Linked DNA regions of Mus musculus: all the other regions are linked to region 4. Evidence: chromatin contacts called from public Hi-C, HiChIP or PLAC-seq and promoter capture Hi-C data. All regions are on one chromosome and are shown on one strand. Each heading gives the region's core, a stretch centred on a gene start, on an enhancer-like site or on the middle of the called end of the contact. The rest is flanking DNA. Distances are from core to core; before and after follow the strand shown.

Region 1 (2,841 bases), core at 269-2,768, 1.6 Mb before region 4:
GGGATTACAGCTTCATTCCCTCCCATGCATCCTCTGGCTGCCTCCACGGAACGTCTCGTCCATCTGACCTGGGGTGATGACTGGCCTTGGACCACCACCCCCCCCCTCCCCCCGCCTCTTAGCTTCCATCTTCTCCCTTACCGACCCAGAGCTCTCTGCGGCTCTCCTGCAAGAAAGCAAGATGGCAGCTTGTTACCAGCTAGATCATGTTGAGACCCCTTAGCCTTCAAGCCTCCACCAACACAGCCCCTCATTCGTTCATCATCTCCACTCCTGTGCTCTGAACTCGAGCTTCCTTCCAGTCCACCTAGCTACCTACCCACTTCTTTCCCTGCCCACCAAGGCTGTGCCCGGTTTATGCAGTGCCATTCACAGGCCGCCCTCTCCCTACCTGGAGTTGGTACATGTATGGAGTTGGCTCATAAAGCTCTCTTCCCTCGATCCAGTCCAGTGACTACTTTAGCGGTGCCAATACCGAGGATAGCTATCCCATACCTGGTGTTATTAGTGTTAGCACGTTAGCATTCCTTCTAGGTTCCTCCCAACAGTTAGTTACCTAGCAACAGCCAGGTGGGAGCCTGGGTTGCTATAAAAAGAACTGTTTGGCCTCTCTTCACTCTCTCTGACCCCTTTCTCTCTCTCTCTCTTTCTCTGACCCCCCCACCCTCCCTCTCCCCATCTTTTTCTGTCCCTTCTTTTTCTCTACTTCAACTCCTTTCTCAACCCCCTTCCCATGCCTCAAGTGAACATTTTATACTAGACCCGTGTTGTATGACTGGTACCTGGGGACAGGGGGCACCCACTAAGACACCCCCTCCCAGTGAAGCATACCGCGCTTTACAAAACATATCAAGTAGCACGGTTGAGTTCTTACTATATGTCATCACTAATTCAGTTACCTCTAAAAATAATTCCAAGAGAGGACTAAGGCAACCTTGGCCCAAATCACATCAACATTTGACACCCAGTCCGAGTCTTTACTAGTCACTAAATAGACACACTTTAAAAAAAAAAAAAAAAACTTCCCAAAGCACATTTATTGTGTGATCCTCCCCCCCCCCCCGCCCCCTTAAAGGGCCTAGCTAGATACTGAACACACGATATGTCTTTGATCCACTCACTGATTTGAGCTTCTAGCTTCCAGACTTAAGAATACCACGACCCCAGATGAGCAATTTATGGAAACAACAGTCACCAAGATCATTTGCCCTGGTCAATGACAGATGATAAACCATATCAGGACAAAGTGACCCGCAACATCCTGATAAGAAACCATCTCAGCCTCTGTGGGCTCCTTTTTCCTCTTTCTTTCCTCTTTTGGAAGAAGAAAATCCAGATCAGACACCTGAGAACTCATTGCTATTCTGTAGTCAGGTTGCTTCCAACTCTTTTATTCAAACCACCCCAGGGGCCTTGTGACATTACCTGCTAACGATTCTAACTCATCTTTCCAAACAAAGAGGCATCAGCCTGTCAAACAGCAACAGCCTTCCATCAACAGAGAGCTGAGGTCTCCTCCAGACTGGCAGAATGGGTGAGCGCTTACCGTACTCCCCATCCCCCACCCCGCGCCAGGGCCCTATGTGAATTTCTATGGGGTAATATTTACAGTGCTGGATGGCTGGGCCCTGTGGAGCTTAATGGGCTTCTTAATAAAGGCAGGCTTCATTAAGACAGAGAGCGCGGGGCGTCGTGCCCTTGCTTTGGAGGAGAGGACAAGCCAGCACAAGACGAATGCTCTCCCTCCGCTCGAAAATCATGCGGGTCAAGTGCCTTGTCACGCATTAACAGTCTTTTAAGTTGCTAGGCAGATCGAGAGGAGCCGAGCGGATAAACCAAGGCGGAGGAATTATGAGACCCATCCTGGTAGCACAAACGCTGGAACACAGAGCTGCCTTTAAACAAAGTAATTTGCTAAATGAGCGGCTGGCGGGTTTCCAGATGGCCAATGTGACACGGGCTTGGATGAATCCTTTCTTCAATCACGCGTTTGTCTGGACTGAGACATGAAAGGCCAGGTCAGAGCTACTGCGGTGGCTGCTGTAGCTTTGAAGCCCTTACATAAAACTCTACTGGTGTGGAACTCCGGCAGCTCCAGTGTGGCAGCTGGCGCGGGTGCCCTGGCGTTGGTGCTTGGGAGGCCACTAAGACAGCTGCTCCTTAAGCGGGAGGACAGCCAGCTCAGAACAGGGCTTCTCTGTCTTGCCTACCGCTTCGCTTCACACCAGGTCTCTGGGCAGGTGACCTTAGTACCAGATGAAACTGTAGTTGAAGTCTAAGAAGCAGAAATGTTGTAATTTTAAATATGAATTATTAAGAATCACTTAAAATCATTTCCATGAGTTTTGTCTTTCTTCCTTCAGTCCTGAATGATGTGTTTAAAATAAATAAATAAATAAATAAATAAATAAATAAATAAATAAATAGGAGATATGTGCTATGAGGTGTGGTGAGGTGTGGGAGAAGGGAATGTCTCAGCGGGCCCATGCCGAGGCATCCCTTCCCCATGAGGGACCAGCCACAGGTATAGTATAGTATAGTATAGTATAGTATAGTATAGTATAGTATAGAATAGAGTTTATTCAGGGCATGGGGAGGGGAGTTAAGAGGGCAGTGGAGGCAGAGAAAGGCAGAGAGAGGGAGAGTAGAGAAGTAGAGGAGTAGAGGCCAGCCATGAGCACGTGGAGGGGGGCGGGGAAGAGGCGAGGGGACAGAGTGGGAACAAGAGAGCAAGAGAACAAGAGGGAGAGGAGTGGGCAAGCAGCCCCTTTTATAGTGGGTCAGGCCTACCTGCCTGTTGCCAGGTAACTGTGGGGTGGAGTTTAGACAGAATTCTGACGC
Region 2 (2,832 bases), core at 241-2,740, 1.2 Mb after region 4:
GCTAACTCAGAAAAGTGTCCTGTGGACCTGGCCCTCATTCAGTCTCACCTATCTCCATCCGTCCCCAACACAAATTCCTTTTTGCAAGTTCCCTATTGTTTCTGGGTTCAGCCCAACACCAAACATCAGACCAGGAAACCCAAAGCAAGATTCCCTATGTGACAGGTGCATATCAAACTGGGCTACATCCTAAGACCTTCCCACCTCACAAAAGGCTCCACAGAGGCCCCTGCTGTCTTTGTAAAGTGAAAACATCACAGGCATTTCTAGATATCTGCAGGATATTGGCTCCAGTATCACCCAGCTATCAAACCAGATATCAAAACCCAAGGATGTCCCTTCTTCTAACCTGCATTTTAAATTTTTAATTTTACGTGTATGAGTGTTTTGCCTGTATATATGTCAGTATACCATGTGCGTGTCTGGTGCCTGCCTGCAGAGACCAGAAGAGGGCACTTGATCCTCTGGAAGTGGAGTTATTGACAATTGTGAGCTACCAGGTAGGTGCTGGAATTCGAACTGGGGTCTGCCGGGAGAGCCGCCAGCCTGTGCTTACTCACCGAACCATCTCTCCAGCCTCACCCAGAACCTGCGTTTTTGACATGCTGGCCAAAGCTATACACAACCTATATTCCCCAGGGAAATAAACTAATGGAAGGAGTGGACTTCAACCATAGGTACCAGGATGCTGAGAGAAGCCAGATGCAATAGAACATTCAGGAAACGGAGACCTTTGATGGTGGCCAGGATGAGGGTCACTCTGACTTGGGGTACCTGGGGTTAGTCCCAACTAACTGGCCAAGCTCTGTTTTGAATTTGTTCAAGTTAGGTAGGCAGACTTGCTTCATGGGAATTTATCAAGTTGCAACCAAACATGCTTCTCTATATTTGTGTTACGTTCTAAGGTTTTCTAGAAGTCTCCCTTCGGCCACCAAGTTTACTTTGGATATTTGGGGATACTTCAGTCAGTTCCATTGGTAAGTGACCTGCTTTTTCTTTCTTCTTTCATTTATTTTGAGATAGAATCTCGTAGCTCTGGCTGTCCTGGAACTCTATGTCGACAGGCTGGCCTTGAACTCACAGAGTTTTGCCTTCCCTCTGCCTTTGGAGTGCTGGGATTAAAGGCGCGTGTACACCGGTTCTAGCCCTGCGTGTTTGTTTTCCATCTCACCCCAGAGCACCGCAGTTGCAGCGTGTTCCTCCCCGTCCTTGATTATTTGAAGCCACAGGGAGGATGTCAGAAAACAGAAGGTTCATCCCCAGGGTGCAGCAGCTGCTTTTGTGTTAAGGTGGCCGTCACAGCCATCCCACACGGGTGGAAAACTCGAAGCCTAGCCTACTGCACTCAGTAAGCGTGACCTCATGTCACTCTGGGTCAACCGGTGTGGGACTCCAGCTTCAGGCCCGCCTCTTTGCAAGCAGAGGGTGACATGGCCCCGTTGTCAGGTCAGGTGGAGGAGGAAGTGAGGAGCTGGGGGCATGAGGCTTGCCTGCCCTGAGAGTGGCACTCACCAAGTTATGCATTAACCAGGGATCAGCCCTGTGGCAGGCCGGGACTGCAATAGCAAACCGAAAGGAGATGTTTATAGCTGGCGAGTGGATGTCTAATAAATTACCTCTCCTGCCAAAAAAATGTGCCCTCTCCCCTTTGCATGTCACCTTGTCACAAAATTGAAATGTCAGGTGAGCAAATACCAGGGTCCGACAAGCAAAGAGACCCCCTCCTCCCGACAGGAGGGTCACAAAGCTTCCCTCTTCCTGACCTGAGAGTTTCATTATCACCCGGGAACAGATTGTGTGGATAATACGGGGCCCCGGGGGCTGAGGGAGCCAGGGAGGTCCAGGAGGCCAAGGGAGGATAGGGTGCCCAGGTGGTGTGAGCTAATGGGTAGCACCCTGGATGTGCGAAGCCTGCTCAGGAATTGAATATTCTGTGTTTCTTGTTCTAGGGCAGCAAAAAGCAACAGCGTGTGGGGGTAGGGGTGGGGGTGGGGTTGGGGGTGGGGGTGGGGGTGGGGTGAGTGGCTTTCGTCATGGGCCCCGATGCCACTCACATTGAGCAGCCCTCCTGAGGATATGAGTACCGTCACTTCCAAAATTCTGGGGAGTGAGACAGGGGAGGGAGAAATTGAGCCCCGCGGGAATGGCCCGCTGCCCGTTCATCCTGAGGCCCTATCTGTACCCATAAAGCGGAGGTGAGTTCTGACCCACGTTGGCGCATCTCCCTCCCATCCCTCCATCTCCCTTTCTCACCCTCCCCTGCCTCCTTTCGCATTTCTCTTCCTCGACTATCTATTAAGCACCAAGTGTGTGCGGTCTCTGCGGGAGCAGCATGGTATGCAGAAAGAACGCAGAGTGTGGATCTTGCTGCGTGCATTTACCACCGGTTGGGAGAGACCCAAGCATGCAGGGCCACCTCTGACCACAGGTGGCCAGTGACCTCTTGGGAAGTCCCTTTCTAGGCAGATACAAGCGGTGAGATCAGGGCTCGGGGAGCAGGTGGGTGCTCTCGCTTTGGGCAGGAGCAGCAGCTCATGGGCAGGGGCTGTGTGGAAAGGCCAGGCATCCCCTGGCCATGGACAAAGCCTGATGCCGTCTTCTCTTGGAGGCAGCTCGATTTGTCTAAAGGTGCCTGGGCTTTACAACCAAACTTGAAAAATAATCAATCACGAAGTACATATAAGGCAAGGCTTCCCATCTTAACTGTTAAATGCACGCTGTCAGCATTATTACATTCACACGGCTACAGAGCCGTCACCGGCGGCCCTGTCTAGAACGGTTTTCATTTTGCAGGATGGAGACTGCACTTCTTAAACAGTTGCTCCCCGTTCC
Region 3 (2,700 bases), core at 88-2,587, 1.8 Mb before region 4:
GCCCAACTGCATTAGGAGGAAGGCAGGCCAAGTTTGTAGGTTCCTAGGGAGTGGTACACAAAGAGAGGAGGTCTCTGGGAAATTGCAGGAGCTGAGGGTACAGGGTGGGGGTGACGCAAGGGATACGGGGAGGGGGGCGCGCCTTGGGGCGTGCTAATGGCTGTATCAGGGTTCTGTAAAGCTGGGTAGGGTCTCAAGGAACACACGATGGGATGCATGGAGTATTTAAGGCAAAACGGTGTGTGCTTGACTGGGGCGATGGGCGGGGGTGGGGGTGGGGTGTAGATAGTGGGACACCGGTCATGCACAGCAGGAGATCCAGGGTACATACGGAGGAGTGGGAAAAGGGGTGCCCATGGCCGAGTGCAGGTTGTCCACAACAGGAGGTACAGGGTGCACAGGGCGGAACACGGGGGATGCACAAGGTAGAGAGCGGGGTGCACACAGTGGGATGCGGGGTATGCACGGTGAGGTGGGATACGGTATTCAAGGTCGGGAGGGGTGAAACTTGGGATATGCACCTCCAGGCACTGGGAATGCACATGGAGGATCGAGGGGTGTGCACAAGGTGGGGCGCGGGGATGCACATCTAGGGGTATGGGATGCACAACTATGGGACCCATGAGTGCACAGCTGTGGGACACAGGGGCACACGGTAGAGAGCAGGGGGTGTACGGCCGGGCACGGAGTAAGCACAAGCAGAGGGTGCACACGGTGGGGCGCACGGAGTGTACACAGTGGGGCGCAGAGTGCACACGGCGGGCCGTGGCATGAATGCCGTGGGGCGTAGGATAGCTACGGTGGAGTGCGGAGTGCACACCGCGGAGCGCGGCAAGCATTCGGCGGGGCGCTGGGGGCGCACAGGGCGGGGTGCTCATAGTGGGGCGCGAGGTGTGCACCGCAGGGCGCACGGGCGGCGCGCAGGGGCGGGAAAGGCGCGGCCTCTTGTAAAGTTTCTAGCAGTTGCGCGGCTCTGGCTCCCGACCCGGCCGCGCCCTCCCCACCAGCCCGCGTGCCCCGGCGGAAGGAGGCGGAGATGGAGAGGGCGCGGGCCGAGGGTGGCGCCACTAGAGGGCGCTGCGGCCGGGACGGGGCGGGACGGGGCGGGCGGCAGCCGGAACCGCGCGGGGGTGGCCAGCAGCCCCGGGACTCCCTCCCCGCGCCCGCCCGGGCCGCTCGCTACTTACCCGCGGAGCAGCTGAACAGCGCCAGCAGCGCGGGAGGCCGCATCCCGGAGGCAGAGGCTCCGCGCCCTTCCCGGAGCCGAGCTGCGCGGACGCCCTGCGCGCCTGACCCTTCTCGCGCTCCCCTCCTCCTTCCCGGCGCCGCGCCGGCTCGGGCTGCGCCCTCTGGCGGCCGGGATCGGGAGCGCCCCGGTGTACGCTCGCAACCGGCGCGGTTGTAGGTGGTCCTGCTGCCCAGCTGGACCGCGCCCTCCTCTGGGCATCTGACCTCAGAGCTTCTTTTCTGACCCTCTGACAAACTCTGCCGTCATGCCCTTCGCTTCCCAGAACTTCTTTCCCCATCCCTAGCAGTAGATCACCCTTACTGTCCTCAAAGTGAAGGAAGAAGGATCGTTTTTTTCTTCCCTGCTAATGGACTATCTTCAGTTTTTATAAAAAGCAAAATCGATAATTCAACTCTTAATATTGTTGGCACCGATGTTCTACTTTGATGAAGGTGTTTTTAATCAGCTCAACTAATTTACTTAATATCCTCTTCTTAAATGGAATTTGATTAATAGCTTTGGCCCGGAGTTTTGCTCTTAATAGATGTTGGTGTAAAGCTAAATTTTTATTAATGTTATTTTGAGTGTTCACTGTGATGGAAGAGAGAGGGTATTCAAGATACTTGATGAAAATGAATCAATTAAGAACACAGAGAAGAGTGAGGTGGAAAAGTCACATAAGCAGAGTTCCTTCCAGCACAGAATCCTGAAGGGTCTCCCTCCCACCCTGGAAGAGTTCCACCTGAGGACCTTACAGTTACATTGTAGTGAACCAAAGAGGGAAACAATTACAGGGAAGAATTAGAGGGACCCTTCCCAGAAACACAGTTTCTCCTGCATCTCCAAGGATGTAAAAAAGACTGACTGAGCAACCCTGGCTTGTGTTTAGATGATGCGAGGCTAGAGGGCAGCTAGAGTTGCCTTTCAGCCACTGTGGTCACAGGACAAATGACTCACCGAACATCTCCCCCAACCACAGGTAGTAAAACTCTAGGGCAAGCCTGCTCATAAAGACTTTGGCAGTCATATTTCTTAGTTTCTGTGTGTTTCTTGTTGACTGGTGCCAGTCTCTTGACTGATGAAGACCAGCGCTACAGTTTTTCCAAATTCTTGGTTGGCTGCTTTAACTCCTTGGGCTTTCTTGGGAAGTTCTAAAGCTGATAGACAGTTTCCCATTGCTAAAGTTTTCTAGCATTCTCCTAGGAAATATTCCTTCCCTTTGTTAGACACCGTACCTATAAACAAGATGTAAATAGAGAGAAAAATCTAGTAGCCAAGTAACACAACTGAGGACCCTACTTTGGTAGCAAACAACTTTGAGGGCTTAGTGGATCAGACTTTTCATTGAAATTATCCTGGAAGGATGGAGAGGTGACTCAGTGATTAAGACCATGTACTACTCTCCTGGAGGGCCTGAGTTCCATTCCTACATCCACATTTGTTGGCTTATGACTGCCAGTAACTCAAACTCC
Region 4 (2,700 bases), core at 196-2,695:
GAAAGAAAGAAAGAAAGAAGAAGAAGAAGAAGAAGAAGAAGAAGAAGAAGAAGAAGAAGAAGAAAAATTGTCAACAAGAGGTTGGAAATCAATCAAACTCTGTAGATCAGCTAGCAGCAATGTTTGTTATTTTAGGCATATGAAGATTGTACAGTGCTGTGAAACTGTCAAGAGTGCGATGTTGAGAGTTACTTCCTCAATTCTCTCTGTGGCTATCTAGAGTCATCAGATCGCCTTCTCTCCAGTACAGAATATCCTTTTCTGCTAGTCAGCTCCTTTAGCCGCCCTTCCCACTCTGAAGCTGTTCCAGATCTGCCTCGAGAGAGGGTGGTTCAGTGGTTAGGAGCATTGCACCAGTACTCTCATCTGGGCAAAAATAGCCCATAGTCTGGAGTGTTACTCCTTTATCAATAAGGCTCTGGCCCACATCTGACCTTGATCTCTAGATAAGAGTAAGAGGCGCATTTGCAGGATTGTCCCCCACTTCCTGACGCAACCACTCCAGCCTAAGGTCTTCCTTTTTTGGACGGGTCCCCAAATCACAGAACTCTCAGCTTGCTTCTCTTCCTCAGGAAGTAACCCCCTATCAGCTGCAGGTGTGCTCCAGCTGTGCGCGTTGGCGGCCATTAGCGGCGGTCCTACTGTCTAGGGTGTTGCCATGGCTTTGTGAGACTTACTTACATCTTCTCAACAGAGAAAGAGCCGACTTTCAGAGAGATTTAACAATCCCCTCCCCCGCAACTCAGCAGGGGTGGCTGGAGAGAAGCTCACTAATGAAGAACACTTACTGCTCTGGGTTCCGTTTCTACGCTCTCAGGGCAGCTCACAACTGCCTGTAACACAAATTCTAGCACCATTTTCTGACCTCTGCTCGGCGTGGGCATACACATAAAATAAATGACTACGTAAAATGTAGTGAATATTTCGTTTAAATTTTCCCAAGGCCAACAACTCCCCTACTCGGAACTCTTCTCCTCTCATGAACTTTCAGTGTCTTCTCTCTCACATTGCTTGTGCAGACGCTTGCTGGGTCCACCGGAATGCTGCAGTGAACTGCAACCCTAGCGTATGACGTTTCCAACCACTTATTATTATCATCATTATTATCATTATTATTATTATCATTATCTGCTTTGGACAGGAGTCTTGTTATATCGTTGGGCTAGTCTCGAACTCTCGATCCAGATACCTATGACTCCACGGCGCTTCAGCGAAAACCAATAATCCTATCCAGATACGCTTAGCAGAACCTTCGCAGAGCTGCCGGGATCACCCAACTTGCCCAGCAACTCGGGGAGATTCAGCCGCTGAACCTTCGGGGGCGGGTGCAAGAGAATGACACTGCGCTAGACCAATCGCTACGGGGGCGCCGGCCGCCATACCCAATCACAAGCGAGCTAGGGAAGCGGGTGACAGCTCCGGCCGAAGATTGCCAGCTCTTGGCAGAGTGATGATGCTCGGCGGCCGAGTCACCACTAGGGCCCAAAGACCAAGAGTGCGGCGGCGCGGGGAGCGGCGGGGACTGAGTCCAGGGCCAACAGAGTCCGGGAGGTGCGCTTATTTCTCTTTGCCTTCTAACAGGGCTCGAGTGTCCCGTCCCAAGGGACGTCCCCCTGTTGCGGTCTAGCTCCACCTCGCTGCCCCTTCCTTTGGCTCTTCCCAGCTGGCGAACCGTGCTGAAAACCCGGGGGCGCTACGCCCCGCACTGGGTAACGGAGAACACAGTCCCGACTACGGTCCCACCTGTGCCTAGCCTAGCAGGAAAACTGTAACCGTGGGGTGAGTTTTAAAAACGAAAACAGAAACTAAACTCCCCTTCCGATCGGGAGCTGCTTTTTACAAGGCCCTTAACCTGCAGCCAAAATAATAGTAATTACATAACCTCCGGGTCCCCGGGTAACTTCATTGTTTACCTTATGGGAACCGGCCGGTGCTGTTCTGCTCAGCACTGTGAGCATTAGCTAAGCGGAGTCGGGGGCGGAGGTTGACTTAGTCCCTGCTCCTCGGAGAGAACTAGGGTACCCTCTCCCGGCAAGGGCACTCTCTCAGAAATCTGGAACTCTTTTTGCTTGCTAATGTTTGTTTATGACACATTGTTCCAACTTCCCCACTTTTGAGAATTTAGCCTCTGGGATAAAAAATCAACTGATGATTTCTATCCCCCCCCCCCACACTCGCCCCGTTTCTCTCCTCCCGCTTCCCGCTCTGCAATAGACTCGATCTGCCCACTTGAGCAATATGAAGATTTCATTCATAGAGCCCGCCATTCTCCTGAACGCGTTTGCTATGACTCTGACCATCCCGCTGACAGCGCAGTACGTGTACCGGAGGATCTGGGAGGAAACCGGTAACTACACCTTTGCTTCCAATAGCAATGGCTCTGAGTGTGACCAAAACAAAAGCAGCTCCATCTTTGCATTCCGGGAGGTAAGAAATTAAAATTAAAACCTCCCATCCTGGAGTCACAGGGAATGGAAACAGGTTCCAAACCAAAGAGGCTCTCCAAGGTGTGACCACACACACACACACACACACACACACACACACACACACACACTGAAATTAAGCCACCTTCTCTCTGTTCCTATTTCGGTTAATAGTTCCTCTTGACACCTTTAATCTGGCTCTTTCTAACTCTCTAAGGCACCTCCACTCCTGTCCCCAATCCCCACCCACCTTGTGGGACCAACTCTTTTATCC
Region 5 (2,700 bases), core at 117-2,616, 1.1 Mb after region 4:
ATTCCCTGTGACTGGCTTTTCATTCATTTATTTTTTTGGGGACAAGGACTCAAGTGATCCAGGCTGGTCTTGAACTCATTAAATAGCTGAGGATGACCTTACCATAGTAGGATTAGCACTTCAGCTGAGGATATGAAACCTCAGAACACCTACACAAACACTTCGCCAACTAAGCCATATGTCCAGCTCCCATCCTTACCTTTAAAATATAGATGTTGTACGACCATGCTCTATGCTTGTGGAGTCTAGAGTGGCGAGCAACGCGACAAACATTGCATAGATCTGAACTGGTGTAAACCAGAGTCCAAGCCCCTGCCGTGGTATCTACAGAAAAGCGGGAGGCCTAGCCACTACGAAGGTAGATACCTGGAGAATAAGCAGCTGCCAGAATACTTAGCTGTATTCAGTGGGTGTTCCCCTCCCCCAACGCTTACAATGGAATTGCTATGGAAACAGTATTCATGTACCAGAAATCTGTTTCTCGACTAAATTTTGTTCAAATTCTCGGTCTTTTGAATGCTTTGGACTATGAAGTGAGGCTTATCAGATTTTAGAGCTTTCGTCGGAATTTAGGCCCCAAGTTCCACAGACCCGGTGTGGTGGGGAGTTGGGTGGAAGGCAGAAAAGGTCCTACCCTCAGATCACCAATCAAAACAAATCACAGGCTTTTTAAAGTAGTAATTTATGAAGTTTTATGAATTTTCTGCCGGTAGAAAATAGGAAGCGTTCATCCACTAGCTAACACGGTCTATGTGCTCCTCACACATTGGCTTCGGCTTCTTACTTGGGACATACCACCCTGTTACAAATTCCAAGTTGGTATCCCACTGTTTTTCAGGATTGGCTCCCCTTCCTCTTCTCCCCCACTACTGCTAATTCATAGAGTTAAATCTTGTCTTTTTATCTAATTAGCCTTTTCTTAGGGAATTAGGCCCAGATGATTCACCCCAGAAAAACATCCAAGTGCTTGGGACTCTGGCGGGGTTGCCTTCCAACCCATCCAGTTTCCCAGATATGGTCTCCGTCTTCTGTTTCAACTGACTGTCAGTCGCTCTAAAGGCTGCTTGATGTCACAGACGCCGCAGAGCAAAGGCTCGATCCCCTAAAGACCCGCTCTTGCAAGCTAAGGTAGGTGCTTCACGTCGGCGCTAGGACCCATCTGCAGGAGGAACGCGGCACGGGTCTCGCCCCGCCCCAACGCGCACTGGGTGGAGCCGTCCTCCCCAAGCTCGCCCCCCCCCCGTGGGAGGGCGGGGCACCATGGGCGTGGCACAGCTGCGGTGGGCGTGGCGGCGCCGGAGGCGGGCGGGGCGGAAGGACGCTGCCCGGTCGTCGGGGCGGTAGGGCCTGCGCGGAGCTCTCTCCCCAGCGCGCTGGGCGGGGTGTGCTGTGAGCGGCTTCCCGGGCAGGCGCGGGCCCTGAGGCGGCGGCTGCGCCGTGCGCCGGGGCGGAGCCGGGGGCGGGCGGGCGGCCGGCGGGCGGGGGCTGGGCCGGAGGAAGCCTGAGCGCCCGCGGCGACGACGGCAGCGGCGGCCCAGCAGGCTAGAAGCGTGGGTCGGCGGCGGCTCCGGGTGCGGCCGCGGGCTGCGGAGCGAGCGGGCGGCCCGGCTCCCCGCGTCCCCCGCCCGCCGCGACTGTCTGGAAGATGGCGCCGGGCGGATGGAAATCCTAATGACAGTCTCCAAATTCGCCTCCATCTGTACCATGGTAGGTGCGGCGGCAGCGCGGCCCGGGGGGCCGGTCCCCGCCTTCGAGGCGCCGCCCGCGGGCCTGGTCGTGTGCGGGCGGACCGGGCGCGGGGCCGAGTGGCCGCGGGGAAGGCGTGCTGGACACGGCAGGCGGGGCCGGGACACTGGGGATAGGACCGACCGGGGCTCGGGGTTGGGTCCTGACCACGGGGTCGCAGTTGAGGACGGGGAGCTCTGGGTCTGGGCACCGGGGACTCGGGGACTGTGGCTGGGGACTAGGGCCTGGGGGCTCAGGGACGGGGTTGGGGGTAAGGGCTGCAGACTGGGGTTGGGGACTTGGGGACTCGAGGTGTGGACTGAGGTTGGAGGCTGGAGCCGGGACTTTAAACTGGGGACTGGTACCGGGAAGCGAGGGGATTGTGCCAGGGGAAGGGACGCGGCATTTCCTTGGGGCCCTGCGCGGGGCAGGGCGGGGGTCTGCGGCAGGAAGGAAGGGTCTCGATCCTACTGGAAGACGGAAGTCCTGGCGGAGTTCCTCCTCGGGTTAGGTGGAGCCCCAGGCCCTGGCTCGGGAAGGGGGCGTGTGAAGGTGGAAACTTTTAAGAGTGCTGTTGAAATGTTTTCTTATTTTCAACTCTCTGAAGCGATAGGAACTCTTGCGGCTTCCAACCTGTGTCCGTCCAGATGGCAGCCTTGTCTCTGGGAATCTGTGTTAATCTTGAAAAGCTGCATTCGCTTTCCTGTCATTTGTTTATTTTAATAGAGCAGACACCGCTGTGTGGGGTTGAAGTACACAGATTCCCCCGAAAAAAACGAAACGCGCGCGGGTGGGTTCCAAACGTGTTTTTGTGCATTGCCAGAAGCACCACGGCTTCCCACGTGATAAAGCAAATCCATTACCTCCTTTATGAACTTCGCCGTAGAGATTGTGATTTATGAATCAATGAAAAAAGTTACTCTTTGCAGTGTGGGTCTGGAGTTATTTACCAAAGACCTGCACCTGCTTCATCTC

Evidence for each region. A called contact is a pair of places that touch in the nucleus more often than the background predicts. HiChIP or PLAC-seq counts read pairs in DNA pulled down with a chosen protein or histone mark. Capture Hi-C pulls out chosen DNA fragments and counts their contacts.
Region 1: an H3K4me3 HiChIP or PLAC-seq map of embryonic stem cells shows a contact between it and region 4, with 6 times the contacts expected there. The contact joins the promoter of Wdr95 here to the promoter of Slc46a3 in region 4. A contact is called at or near these places in 1 of 39 promoter capture datasets (pre-B cells) and 1 of 115 datasets of contacts at active chromatin or transcription factors (embryonic stem cells).
Region 2: a Hi-C map of the G1E-ER4 cell line shows a contact between it and region 4, with 4 times the contacts expected there. The contact joins the enhancer-like site here to the promoter of Slc46a3 in region 4. A contact is called at or near these places in 3 of 39 promoter capture datasets (the 3T3-L1 cell line, the HPC-7 cell line and hippocampal neurons), 5 of 484 Hi-C or Micro-C datasets (B cells, the G1E-ER4 cell line and liver) and 4 of 115 datasets of contacts at active chromatin or transcription factors (embryonic forebrain, fibro-adipogenic progenitors, microglia and 1 more).
Region 3: a contact with region 4 is called in an H3K27ac HiChIP or PLAC-seq map of thymic regulatory T cells, with 9 times the contacts expected there. The contact joins the promoter of B3glct here to the promoter of Slc46a3 in region 4. A contact is called at or near these places in 1 of 484 Hi-C or Micro-C datasets (CD4 T cells), 1 of 115 datasets of contacts at active chromatin or transcription factors (thymic regulatory T cells) and 1 of 9 other capture datasets (liver).
Region 5: a contact with region 4 is called in a promoter capture Hi-C map of adipose tissue, with 3 times the contacts expected there. The contact joins the promoter of Usp12 here to the promoter of Slc46a3 in region 4. A contact is called at or near these places in 3 of 39 promoter capture datasets (the 3T3-L1 cell line, the HPC-7 cell line and pre-B cells) and 1 of 9 other capture datasets (adipose tissue).

The regions. Positions count from the first base shown.
Region 1 is chr5:149,527,356-149,530,196 of GRCm38.p6, reverse strand. It overlaps Wdr95 (WD40 repeat domain 95), which reads right to left and starts at 1,518. Exons shown (of 23, transcript NM_029440.3): 1 at 1,426-1,518. The region is part of intron 1 of Gm15997 (predicted gene 15997); the gene reads left to right.
Region 2 is chr5:146,686,734-146,689,565 of GRCm38.p6, reverse strand. No RefSeq gene overlaps it. Among named protein-coding and RNA genes, the nearest start is that of Gm34700, 12 kb to the left of the region's middle. Within about 2 kb of position 1,490, at least 55 of the 459 cell types and tissues checked have an H3K27ac peak or open chromatin away from gene starts, as enhancers often do. A contact at or near this core is called in B cells, the G1E-ER4 cell line, liver and 1 more, where this site is marked.
Region 3 is chr5:149,676,867-149,679,566 of GRCm38.p6, reverse strand. It overlaps B3glct (beta-3-glucosyltransferase), which reads right to left and starts at 1,337. Exons shown (of 15, transcript NM_001081204.2): 1 at 1,188-1,337. The coding sequence starts at 1,230.
Region 4 is chr5:147,893,560-147,896,259 of GRCm38.p6, reverse strand. It overlaps Slc46a3 (solute carrier family 46, member 3), which reads left to right and starts at 1,445. Exons shown (of 6, transcript NM_027872.4): 1 at 1,445-1,779; 2 at 2,215-2,427. The coding sequence starts at 2,239.
Region 5 is chr5:146,793,622-146,796,321 of GRCm38.p6, reverse strand. Usp12 (ubiquitin specific peptidase 12) reads left to right here and starts at 1,366. Exons shown (of 9, transcript NM_011669.3): 1 at 1,366-1,707. The coding sequence starts at 1,660. 1700041I07Rik (a long non-coding RNA gene) reads right to left here and starts at 497. Exons shown (of 2, transcript XR_377208.4): 1 at 200-497.